Regions from separate parts of the Zea mays genome. Here region 2 is linked to region 1. A link is a contact called in public Hi-C data. All regions are on one chromosome and are shown on one strand. The core of a region is the stretch at or near the end of the contact, and the rest is flanking DNA. Distances in the headings are between cores, read along the strand shown. Region 1 holds the start of LOC100147731 (O-methyltransferase BX7). Region 2 holds the start of LOC100382739.

Evidence for each region. Hi-C and Micro-C count contacts between places; a contact is called where the count stands out from the background.
Region 2: a Hi-C map of leaf shows a contact between it and region 1, with 3 times the contacts expected there. The contact joins the promoter of LOC100382739 here to the promoter of LOC100147731 in region 1. A contact is called at or near these places in 8 of 25 Hi-C or Micro-C datasets (ear, endosperm, leaf and 3 more) and 1 of 3 datasets of contacts at active chromatin or transcription factors (leaf).

What each region holds. Positions count from the first base shown.
Region 1 is chr4:19,926,698-19,932,341 of Zm-B73-REFERENCE-NAM-5.0, reverse strand. It overlaps LOC100147731 (O-methyltransferase BX7), which reads right to left and starts at 3,597. Exons shown (of 2, transcript NM_001127247.2): 1 at 2,708-3,597; 2 at 2,079-2,609. The coding sequence starts at 3,571. The coding sequence ends at 2,298.
Region 2 is chr4:20,142,896-20,149,286 of Zm-B73-REFERENCE-NAM-5.0, reverse strand. It overlaps LOC100382739, which reads right to left and starts at 2,233. Exons shown (of 7, transcript NM_001175456.1): 1 at 1,912-2,233; 2 at 1,216-1,568. The coding sequence starts at 2,191.

The DNA of each region.
Region 1 (5,644 bases), core at 2,348-4,847:
CTGCATAGTATAAAAAGAAGATAGTTATGGAGGTAGCTGCATAATATAATGCATTAATCCATTAAATTAAACAAGACAAGAGGCTACAGAGAGGGAGAAGAAAGGAGGAACAAAAGGTAAGATTGTTGTAAGGAAAGAGGAAAATAGGAATAGATGAAGGTAAGAGGGGGAGAAGAAAAGAGGAACAACTAGCTACTTAATATAATAGACAGATTATGCTAGTTGCATAATCCATTAAATTAAACAAGACAAGCATGACAAACATGTTAAATTCAGTTAAGTCAATAAATAAACACATCACTGAAAAGTTCAGTTAAGTTAAGTTCAGTTATAATTGAAAAGTTCAGTTATAATTGAACAACATGCTACTTAATATAATATTGAAAAGTTCAGTTAAGTTCAGTTATAATTGAAAAGTTCAGTTATAATTGAACAACATGCTACTTAATATAATTATGAAAAGTTTAGTTAAGTTCAGTTATAATTGAAAAGTTCAGTTATAATTGAACAACATGCTACTTAATATAATATTGAAAAGTTCAGTGAAGTTCAGGTAGTCAAGGATATTGAAAGCACATCACTGAAAACTTCAGTTAAGCACATCAGTAAAAAATTCTATTGATTGCAGATATAAAGAAAGCACATCACTAAAAAGTTCAGTTAAACATGCTTAAATGGCTTTCTTACAGTACTGACAGAGCCTTAAAACATCACTGATGAATCATACATTATCAAAAGGGTATGTTTCATATTTATTCTGTAAACAGATCTAGACAAGAATTTAACGAGGAATACTAATCAGATATACTAATCAAATATATAAACAAAGACAAGAGTTTGGTACTAGACAACAGATCAGCAAGGCAAGTATACTAATCAGATATATAAACAAAGACAAGAACTTTACGACAAACGAGAAGATCACAGATCAGTAATCGAGGGAACTAGGAGGACAAACGAGAAGAGAAGATCTAGATGGGTACTAACCTGAGAAGAGGGAGACGACACAGCTAGGGTTCACTCGCAGCTGAGAACCGATCGAGGTCGTAGGAGAGCGATCTAACCTGAGAAGAGGGAGACCACACGGCTAGGGTTTGCTCGCAGCTGAGAACCGATCGAGGTCGTAGGAGAGCGATCCTTGCGAAGCAGATGAAATCAAATGAGAAGATAAAGCAGATGAAAGTAGATGAGCAGCCAAGAAAGGGGCTTACCTTGCGAAGCAGATGAAAGTAGATCGACAGATCGAGCTCGTCCACGGGCGCGGTGTCGTCACCACGGGTGGAGAGAGATGACGGCGGCGAGCCCGTGAGCACGGCGACTGCGAGTGAACCCGAGAGGCGAGAGCGAGTGAACCCGAGAGGCGAGAGCCGCGGCGGCGGCTGCGAGTGGCGAGAGAACCCGAGAGGAGAGTGGCGAGAGGAGAGAACCCTAGAGCCGCGGCGGCGACTGCGAGTGGTCTGAAGACGAGAGCGAGAGGAGAGTGGCGAGAGGAGAGAACCCTAGAGCCGCGCCGGCTGCGAGGGGTCTGAAGACGAGAGCAAGAGGAGTGGCGAGAGGAGAAAACCCTAGAGCCGCGGCGGCTGCGAGTAGCCAGGCTCACTTGCGAAGCAACTTTTCCGCGTTCGAAATGGGCCTGGTTGTGCGCTCGCTTGAGACAGGCTCGTGCGCTGGGCCACGAAACCAAACATTGAGACGTTGTTTCAAATGGGCCTGGTTGTGCCCTGGGTCAGGCAACCAAACATACCCATAGCAGTGTAAAATTTAGATCTCCTTGCTTGTCACCCTGACAAGAAACCAGACAGGGCACGAGCTGAACGCAGACAGGTTGGCCGCGCGCAGGCAGCTTTTTTTGTTGTTGTTTGCATGTGTTCGCAGGACAGGCTTTACTCAGGCATTGATTGGTTGGCTTGTGCGTCGTCCGTGAGCTGCATGCATCACCCGACCCGAGTCCCGAGGCGAGCAGCGAGCTAGCTACAAACAGATATCATTTATGTTTCCGTCCTCCGAGAGCCAAGCAAAATGTTTCAGCTGGAGTCACACTCACACATGACATGCACGCGGACGCGAGAGAGAGCTGCTGGAATGGAAGCATTCTTTTTGGTTCGTTTTCCATTGCATTATTACACACAGCTGGATACATGGGCTTGATGAAGCCCGGCCGGCCGTGATTTATTTTAGCCCGCCCACAGATGCAACTAGATACCGAAATAAAAAGGGTAAACAACATGATCGATCGATTTATTATGACACAAACACGTACAAACATGCATATATGATCGACTCTCGATCCATGATCATCACGGGAAGACCTCGATGATGGACGGGATGCCTCGGGTGTGCGTGATCTTGTAGTCACGGAACCCAGCCGCCAGGAAGATCCTCCTCCACTCGTGCTCCTCCCGCTCCGCCCCGTTCACGAAGCTCAGTATGTGGAGATCCAACACATACGTCTCCCTGCACGTCTTGTCGTCGTCGTCGTCGTCTGCCCGAGATCCGAGCACCGTGTCTATTATTATCACCTTCCCCCCTGCTTCCTTGCCACCGATCGCTTCCTTGCAGCGCTCCATTATCTTGATGCACTTGTCCTCATCCCAGTCGTGCAGGATCCACTGCAGCATCATATATATATATACAACTGTTTATCAGTATATATTATATGGAGTAATAGTATACACGATGATGTATACATACATACATACACACATACCTTGAGCATGAGTGCGTCAGCCGACGGGATGTGCTCGAACATGTCGCCGCCGTGGAAGGACAGGCCGGCGGTGCCGGCGGGAGCCTCGGCGACGACGTGGGGGAGGTCCATGACGGTGCACCTCTGGATGTGCGGGAAGGCGGCGACGACGGCGGCGGCGGCGGTGCCGCGGCCGCCGCCGACGTCGACGAGCGACTTGATGCCGTCGAACACGTGCGGGCACCGGCGGACCACGGCCTGCATCACGAGCCGGGTGTCGGCGTCCATGCTCTCGTAGAAGCTGGCCCTGTTGGCCGCGTCGTCCTCCACGCACGCCCACATCCCCTGCCGGTGCACCGTCTCGTACAGCGACACGGACGCCGCGCTCTCGTCCTTCATCCACTCGCCCATGCTGAACAGCAGGGAGATGGTGTTGGGGCGGACCAGGTGGGCGATGTTGGGGAGGATGCTCGGGGTAGTAGTGTTCTCCTTCGAGGCGCCGGCGCCGGCGGCGGCGGCGTCGACGCTGCTGCTGCTGCTGCTGACGAGCAGCCGGGACGCCGGGGTGAGCTGGTAAGAGATGGCGGCCGCGTCGTCGGCCTTGGCGGGGTCGTCGTGGCTGACCGCGAAGATGCGCATGGCTGTCAGCGTGCGCATGACCCGTCGGAGGTAGTCGTGGTTGGACGCCGGGATCTCGCTTGCGGCGAGCAGCTCGCCCAGGGTGGCGCTCCCGCCGCAGCGGTCGATGGTGTCGGGGATGCGCAGGTCCAGGGCGCACTTGAGCGCCATGGACTTGACGTAGCCCAGGGCATGGCACCACAGCTGCCGGTGGGCTGCAAGCAGCTCCTCGGTGTCGTCCGTGCCGTGCTGCGCCTGGTGCCCCATGGTTGTCTGAGTATTTGATTGATGACACTCTTCCCATATACATTCAGCATTATATATACACTAGCGTTAGCATAGCAGGGGTACGGTAGGTACGCCAGGAGCGGGAAAAAAGAATTTGCCGCGGTAAATATCGATCCAGGGATGAAACAGAATGGGTTGGTAAAGCATGCATGATGAAGAGCATCTTCTACAGGGGAGGACGGGAGGGAGGTGGCGATCTATTCGATCGGTCCAGGGGTTATTAATTTATTATATATATAATAATGTAATATGCTGAGCGGCCACTTGATCTAGTCCCGACAGCTTGCACATATGCTTGCATCACTGCATATTCAGTGTTGTCAGCTGAGTTCATCAATGATGTCAGCAGAAAAAGCTTCATGTGATAGATATTTTTTTTCCTCTTCTTCTATATATGAGGTGTGTTTATACGCTTGAATAAGAAGAGGTCATAAGCAAAGACGCTCTGAACCTTATCAAGACACGAGGGACTTAAGTCACGACTCGTTCGAGGCCAATCCTGTGTGGTAAACGTAGTCATAGATCGTTTGAGTCCAACCCAAAATAAGCCGCGCATTTCCGACTCGAACGAGGGTGTCTCGGGCGATGCTCTGCAAGGTGCCTGACTCGGCTAACCACTCCTATCACTTTATTTGCATGATAATATATAAAGGAAAGCTGGATTTTTTATTGTTGTCATGGAATATAATCCAGGGACACGATGACATATTTAATTTTTGGCGACGGTTGTGGCGGCGGTAACAGAATGTCAGTGGCGGCGCTGGGGTGGTACAGATACGGAGTTTGACGAGGAGACCAGAGATGTGGCTAACAGTAGACAGACATGAACGGGTACACTTGCGTTGAGTTATCAGAGTTAATGACTTTCTCGGGTCCATATGAACCCTTTATTATTATCTAATTAAAGTTGGACATTTTTTCAATACATCGTGTGGATGGCTCACTACCCTATATATACCACAGATGTGTTTTCTTGAGCCACATCTCTAAGGTCCCGTTTGTTTCCTTTCATTTTGAGGATTTGGAATTTTACTATTGGAATATGTTTTTTTAGAATGTGACATTCCACCACTTTTCAAAGTTACCATATAAGCCTATCTCAAATTCATGGGGTGAGAGATGAAAATTGATTATATAGATTTACATGCTATTTTTCCGATGTACAACTTATAGCACACTCTTCTACTTGCTTCGTTATAACATGAATGTAGTATATAACTATCTCTCATATGATTTAAGATAATATACAAATATATTACATATATAAATATATGAACTTAATTAGTTTTGTCTAAATTATAATTATTAAAATGAAATTCAATTCCAACGAGAAACAAACGGTACCTAATATATTTCTTCTAAGATAGGGTTTTAAGCCAATATATCAGAATATTACAAAAGCATCTACCCGTGTCTCTATTTTAATATTTCTTTTTCGTCTCGCTAATGATGTAGTAGTGTCTCTTTTTGTAAAATGAACATAAAATCCACGGACATGGGACGCTGAGTATTACCAGTTTCCGACGACCTGAACATTAGTGAGGACTAGTCGGTTACCCGTGCATTGCGACGGCTCACAACAATATCCACATAAACTATCCACCAAAAAGATCTCAAGATTTTTTATTGGTTGTCTCCACTCTTCGCATGATATTTTTTATGAACGCAAGACCCTCATCACTCGCCTCCCTCACTTCCAAGGTTTCGTAGAACAGGAGGGGAAGGGAAGAGGCGCGCATACCTGCTCGTTGCCGGAGAAGGACACAACGAAAATCTGAGCATCTGGAGGCGACATAGGTAGTATACTGCTAGATATATAGGGAGAGAGCACGCAAGCGAAGAAAGAAGCCCAGCCGGAGCAGCTCCAAACCAAGAGGCACCCCCACCAGGCGTCAGTCTGAGAAGGGCGAGAGAATGCGAGTGTCTTCCCAGCCCTGGACCCGCCGAAGTGACACAACACCACCACCAACTACATAGCATATGTCGACTGATGCTACGCTACGGGTCTTAGTTGTCCAATATCTCAGACTTGGACTCCTCATCACTAAGATA
Region 2 (6,391 bases), core at 984-3,483, 220 kb before region 1:
GAAGCCCGCTTTTTGGGCCCGGTCCGAGCCCGGCACGGTAGAATAAGCGGGCGGGCTTGGACAGGAAACTAGGCACGGCGGGCTAGCCCGGCACGGCCCGTTTACCTCTAAGCCCGTTAAGCCCGTTTTTTTACACTAAAACGTGCTTACCGGCCCGTTTAGCCCGCTTTTCGGCCCGTTTTTTCGTGCTAAACGGGCCGGCCCGGCCCGTTTAGGCCCGCTGCGGGCCGAGCTTGGACAGAAACTTAAGCCCGCTGGCTCAGCAGGCCCGGCCCGGTTTTGACCGGGCTTCACCGGGCCCGGGCCGGGCCGGGCCGGGCCGGCCCGTTTGGCCATCTCTAGCCGTGGCCCAGGCAGCCATGGGCCTGGGTCCGCCCCTGGCCTGGCCGGCAATCTGTCTAAGAATCAGTAATGGCTGAATAAGCAAAGTTCTTGTATGCATTTAGACTGAGAAAGATAATGTCCCTTTGGAGAATGTAAAAAACTTAATTCCTAAGAGATGACTGAGAGTACCCAAAATAATTGCACACCAACTTGTTTCTTCACATGAGAAATATGTTCCACATTATCTCCCGTAATGAACAGCAAAGTGCACCCACGTGGAGGGAAAAGAATACATAGAGCAGGATCATGAGTGCTAGGTGAAAAAACAGCAGCCAAAATAACAGAAACAAAAGATATCCATGAACAGTGATCATCGACTATTGGTGACCAGACAAACATCTGTGACAGTCGCCTACAAAGAAACGCCGGCCAACGGGCCGCAAGCCAGAAGAAATGCGTGTTGCGTGCAAAAAAATTGGTTGCCGAATTGATTTGGATCATGGTGGAGGATTGAACTAATCCTAACCTAACCCTAATCCTTGCTATTATACCATGTTACTAACCTTGGGATTTGAGAGAATGATCTCCACTAGTGGAATGACAACTATATATGGAGAGCCTCAAGCCTCATCTGTTGTATGGTCCTATAGGATGTGCCTTGACATACACTTAACACTCCAATGGAATTCTATATCTGTAATAATAATATGATTGATCTGAATAGAACACTTTTGAAACAATTGTAGAACCTTCCGAACATATTTTTATTGCAGAATAATGTTTCAGAAATTCATAATACATCAATATCACCACAAACCAGAATTCAAGCAATAATATAAATGAACTTATTGTTAGCAATTAGCATTGCCATGAAAGCAACCGGATACATACCTTTGACCAATCAAATTGCAGACCAAGGGTGCTCCACCGGAGCTTCCTCACAAGGGTAGTTGCTGCGTTTGACCTATGCTCTTCCCCTTTCTGGCTCTCTGAGTCCACAAATTTGAAGTATTTGGATTCTGTTTTCCCTCCACAATTATTCTGTTTATTTCTTTCTTGGATATCAGGATTTTCTGCTTCAACCAATATCTGTTGATTTTCGGCAGCGATGAGTAAGTCCGAAATTGAACCATATATTGCAGTCAAATTAGTCCTATTAGGTGGCTGTGGAAATGTTTTCAAGCTTTCCCTGATCCAACAGCATTGTTCCTCAGTTGATAAAGCACCAGGAATGAAATAGAACCCTGCAGAGTTACAGAGAAGAGTACTAATATATCAGAAAAATATTTGGTGTAATGGCATTATGATTTCTTGGCCATATGGGAAATGAGAAATGACTTGCAAGTTTTGATGTTTACACACAAATTTGGGCAGGAACGCATAGTTTTATTGTAAAAGTGTTAAACAAGATGATTTGGTATTCACATAAGCTTTACTCCTGAAATGTCATCACAGGACTAAAACAGCATCTACTTTGCAAGACCTTCCCCTGTTCGAAGTGCCATGTTCAGATTCGCTAGTGAAAGAAAAAACCCTGACGACCTAATTTTAGCCCCAAACAAAGAATCGAAAGGAGATCACAGTTACCTGGCCGGTCCAAGAAGCAGAACACGGGGCGGTCGAATCCGGGGCACTCACGCCGACCAATCCCGTCAGGAAGCTCCCCGTCGGCGGCAAGCAGAGCATGGAAGTCAACTACGGCTGACAGATCAGCGCCACCTCCCTCTCCGCTAGACGGCCTGCATCCTGACCTGGACCTGGACCTGGACCTGCCCTTGACGTTGAGTGTCTTGTAAAGCTTGTACTGTTTCTCCGCACGCCGGAAAGCCGTGCGCTCCGCAGCTGTGGGGTCGGAAGTGCCGTACATCGCCGGCAGCGCCCGAGTGAGTTCTCGCCGCCGTGGCCTTCCTGGAAATGGAATGCTGCAGTCCGAGAGTTGCAGCTGGCCGCCTGGCCGCCACAAATTTCCGGCCCATGGGCCTAAACCACGAGTGTCATGACCTCGTGGGCCCTGACTGTGGTGATTGAAAAAGAAAATTCCTTTTATCTCTTTAGTACTGAACAATCAATATAACCAGCATATAGCGGTGCAAACACTACATTCCGAAAAGGGGTAGATCGACCGCTGAGTGGGGGAAGAGTGAGGAATAAGGGATAATTTTAATAATATTGTTTAATAGATTTGAGTGACCATAAGAGATGGGTTATCCAATTATCTAAACCGTGGTTTTGATGATGCGTTAGATTTAGGTGTAATTTTTTTTGTAGACTTAGTGGATTTTATGAGTGTGATAATAATTTGGTTGGGTGATTTTACAAAGTTTAAACAGGTAGATCGTATATTGTTATAGATTATAGATAAAAACGAATAATATATATACATATATAATACTCCTCATATTATATATAAAACTAGTCGGTTACCCGTGCGTTGCGACGGCTCACAACGATACCCACGTAAATTATCTACAAAAAAGTTCTCAAGATTTTTTATTGGTCGTCTCCACTCTTCGCATAATATTTTTTTATGGACGCACGGGTACCATAGGCAGCAAATCAGAGACCCACATCCCTCGCCTCCCCCACCTTCAAGGTTTCGTAGAACATGAGTGGAAGGGAAGAGGCGGGCATACCTGTTCGTTGCCGGAGAAGGACACGACGAAGACCTGGGCATCTGGAGGCGATATAGGTAGTATACTGCTAGATATATAGGGAGAGAGCACGCAAGCGGAGAAAGAAGCCCAGCTGGAGCAGCTCCAAACCAAAAGGCACCCGCACCAAGCGTTAGCCCGAGAAGGGCGAGATAATACGAGTGTCTTCCCAGCCCTGAACCCGCCGAAGCGACACAACACCAGCACCAACTCCGTAGCATATACCGACTGCTGCCACGCTATGGGCCTTATTTGTCCAATATCTCAGACCTGGACTCCTCATCGCTAAGATAATCTAAGCGTGGCAGGCGCCACCATGTCCTACTCAACGGCAAGCACGGAGAAAGGCCAGGAGCACGACCGACTCGCCCCGTACCCGCGTCAACGTCGACTCACGGCTGCGACCGTGGGCATGGGGCAGCAGATTGGGGTGGAAGAACAAGGCGAAGGCAGGGAAGACGAATGGGACGTTCGACGACGGCAAAAACGATGGTGCGCGCATGATGTGAAACGTCCTCGTGGACGTGCTATAGCCACCGCACGAGTCGGTGTCGGACGAATATGGGTAGGAGGCGCCTGCTTCTACGCCCTTTGCCGAGAATGGGGTGGCGCGGAGGTGGAGGCATGAGGGGAGAGAGAAAAGAAGTAGAATGACGAACGAGGTGGTGGCAACTGAGGCAAGGACCATCATTATCGTACGGAGGTATAGATGGCCAAATGTGTCGTGTCTGGCGAGCCGAACAGAGGCACGACCCATTTAATAGTGTCTGGGCCAATCCGGCACGAGCGTCGTGTGATGCTTGGGCCATAGCCTCGGCCCATAGTGCTGGTCCTGCCCGGCACGATTATTTTTTTATTTTTTTTTAAAAAAAATCATATATACATATGTACAATTTATATTCAATATTAGAAACATTTGAGTATGATGTTTTATTGGTTAGACAGCTTCAAGATGACGCATAACAACCGTTAAAACTGATGCTTTAAATATAGTAGAGATTTATTATATATTTAAATATGTTGTATATTTAAATATATAGTAAAAGCTATATATCTAAAACGTCTGTTTGAATAGAGGATTTTATTTAAAAGCCAACATATTTATCACATTTTTATCTGATCCTCACCTTCGTTTGTCGGGCCACCATTCGTGTCCATTTATGGTTCGTTACCTCTTCAACAATGACTAAGGATCCTTTACCTTATAGTTAGGAGAGATTTTTTTTCTCTTCTATCTCTTAGGGTTAGTTTGGAAGATAAAATATCGAAGAGAATTGGAAGGGATAAAATCCTTTTTTATTGAAAATTAAATAAGAATGAATTTTTAGCTCCTTTAATCTTCTCCGGTTTTGTGGCCTCCAAACAAGTCTTCAATATACATGACGTTCCTTCGTCCTTTCTATATATAAGATCATCACTCCTATTCTCCATCTATTTTAATACTTTGAACAATATATTAAGCAAAACTAAAAATATATATTAAACATATAAGAGTGTAACAAATATGTATGTACAAAAATTTAAAATAAAATATACCTTTAACATAGGTATTTATGTATAGAGGATGATATTTAGAGAACATTCTTGGAGATGAAGAGATATAGATGATGAAATCTTTTACGGGGCGTTTGGATCCCTTCATTTTAGAGGAATTGGAATTCACTCAATAAAGTAACTTATTTATTTTGGAATTTGATATTCCACCACTTTCCAAAGTTCAGATATAAGCCTATCTAAAATTCATGGGGTGGAGGGTGGGAAATGATTTTATGCATTACTAGAATTGGTTTCTAATCTATAACTTACATGACACTATTCGTCTCACTCCTCTATAGTAAAAATGTAGCACATAAATATCTCCGACATCTTGCTAATAATAATATACAAATATATTTTGCATAAAACCGAATTAGCTTAATTGATATATGCCTAAATTACTATTATTAGAATGGAATTCAATTCCAATGATCCAAACGGGGCGTTTAGAGTAAATAATAAAAATGAAATATAGATGAAGAATATAGAAGATTTTGCTAAAGATAGCCTGACTCCCTCTATTGATCACACCCTAGCCATGGACGCGGACACCACCCTCCTTTCCTCCACCTAGCGTTCCATCGGGTCCCCTTTGTGGTCATCGCCCTATTCTACCGCCATACAACCATGTTAGGGGTGTTTGATTCCACGGACTAAAGTTTAGTATGTGGCATATCGAATGTTTGAATGTTAAATATAAGTATTAAATATAGTGTAATTATAAAAATAATTATATAGATGAAGACTAAATAATAAGACAAAATTTTTAATCTTAATTAATCCATGATTGTCAAATGTTTACTGTAGCATCACATTAGTGAATCATAGACTAATTAGGTTTAATAGATGTGTCTTGTTGTTTGTTTTTTATTTATATAATTATTTTTGTGGTTAAATTATATTTAGTACTTCTAACTATCATCTAAATATTCGATGTGATAGGTTCTAAAATTTAGTAGAGGGAAACGAACGGCCCCTAGTCCCACCCTCCATGTCGCACCTCCAACACCAACACCACTAGATCATCGCTGCCACTGATGTTGTAGACCTACCCACCGCCTCCAATGACCCGACGCTCCTCCGTGTGCCTCACATCGGATGTCAAGGCGCTATGGTTGTGCCATGTTGGGGAACGCATGCACGCATGTACGTGGTCGAGATCGAGCACTGGTGAGACCTGCTGATCATCGTCAAGGAGAGTGTCCTATAGTCTAGATGGGGATGAATAGGCAATACCTGAAATTCTTACTCAAATAACAAACTATAATCCGAATTTTCTTACTTTGGTGGTTAGAATAAGAACAATATAGCCAAGATATATACCGAGATAATCACTTGCTATGTTGCTAGCAAAACTGAAGTGCGAAATAAAGACTAGCAATAAGTTATAAGAGATAAAGATAAAATGATATGAATAGCAAGTATTATCTAGAAGAACAAAAGCAAATGCAAATGGGAAGTAGAATGTATAAGAAACTTAGGATTATTTACCGAAGTTCAAATTGACAAAGAATCCTATGTCTCTATTGAGAAGTTCATAAAGAACCGGGTTTGTTTCAACCCTTTCCTACTCAAGCGATCACCAAGATAGAACTTGTCTTCTTCTCTTGTCAAATAGTGAGAGCAATCTCTCTCACAAGGCACTCCACGCAAATTTGGAGGCTCTTGATCACTTTTACAACTTGGAGCAGCAACTCCACAAGGACTTGATCACCTTTTCTTTTCTCTTTTCACTGAGCTCAACTCAACACAAGCTCTCCAGCAACTCTATTGCTATCTAAGGCTCTCGCAAGATGTTTACACTAAGCATACTATGATTTTGGAGCACTTGGATGCTTGGATGCTTTGGAGATGATCCTCTAACTTCTATTTGATGTTTC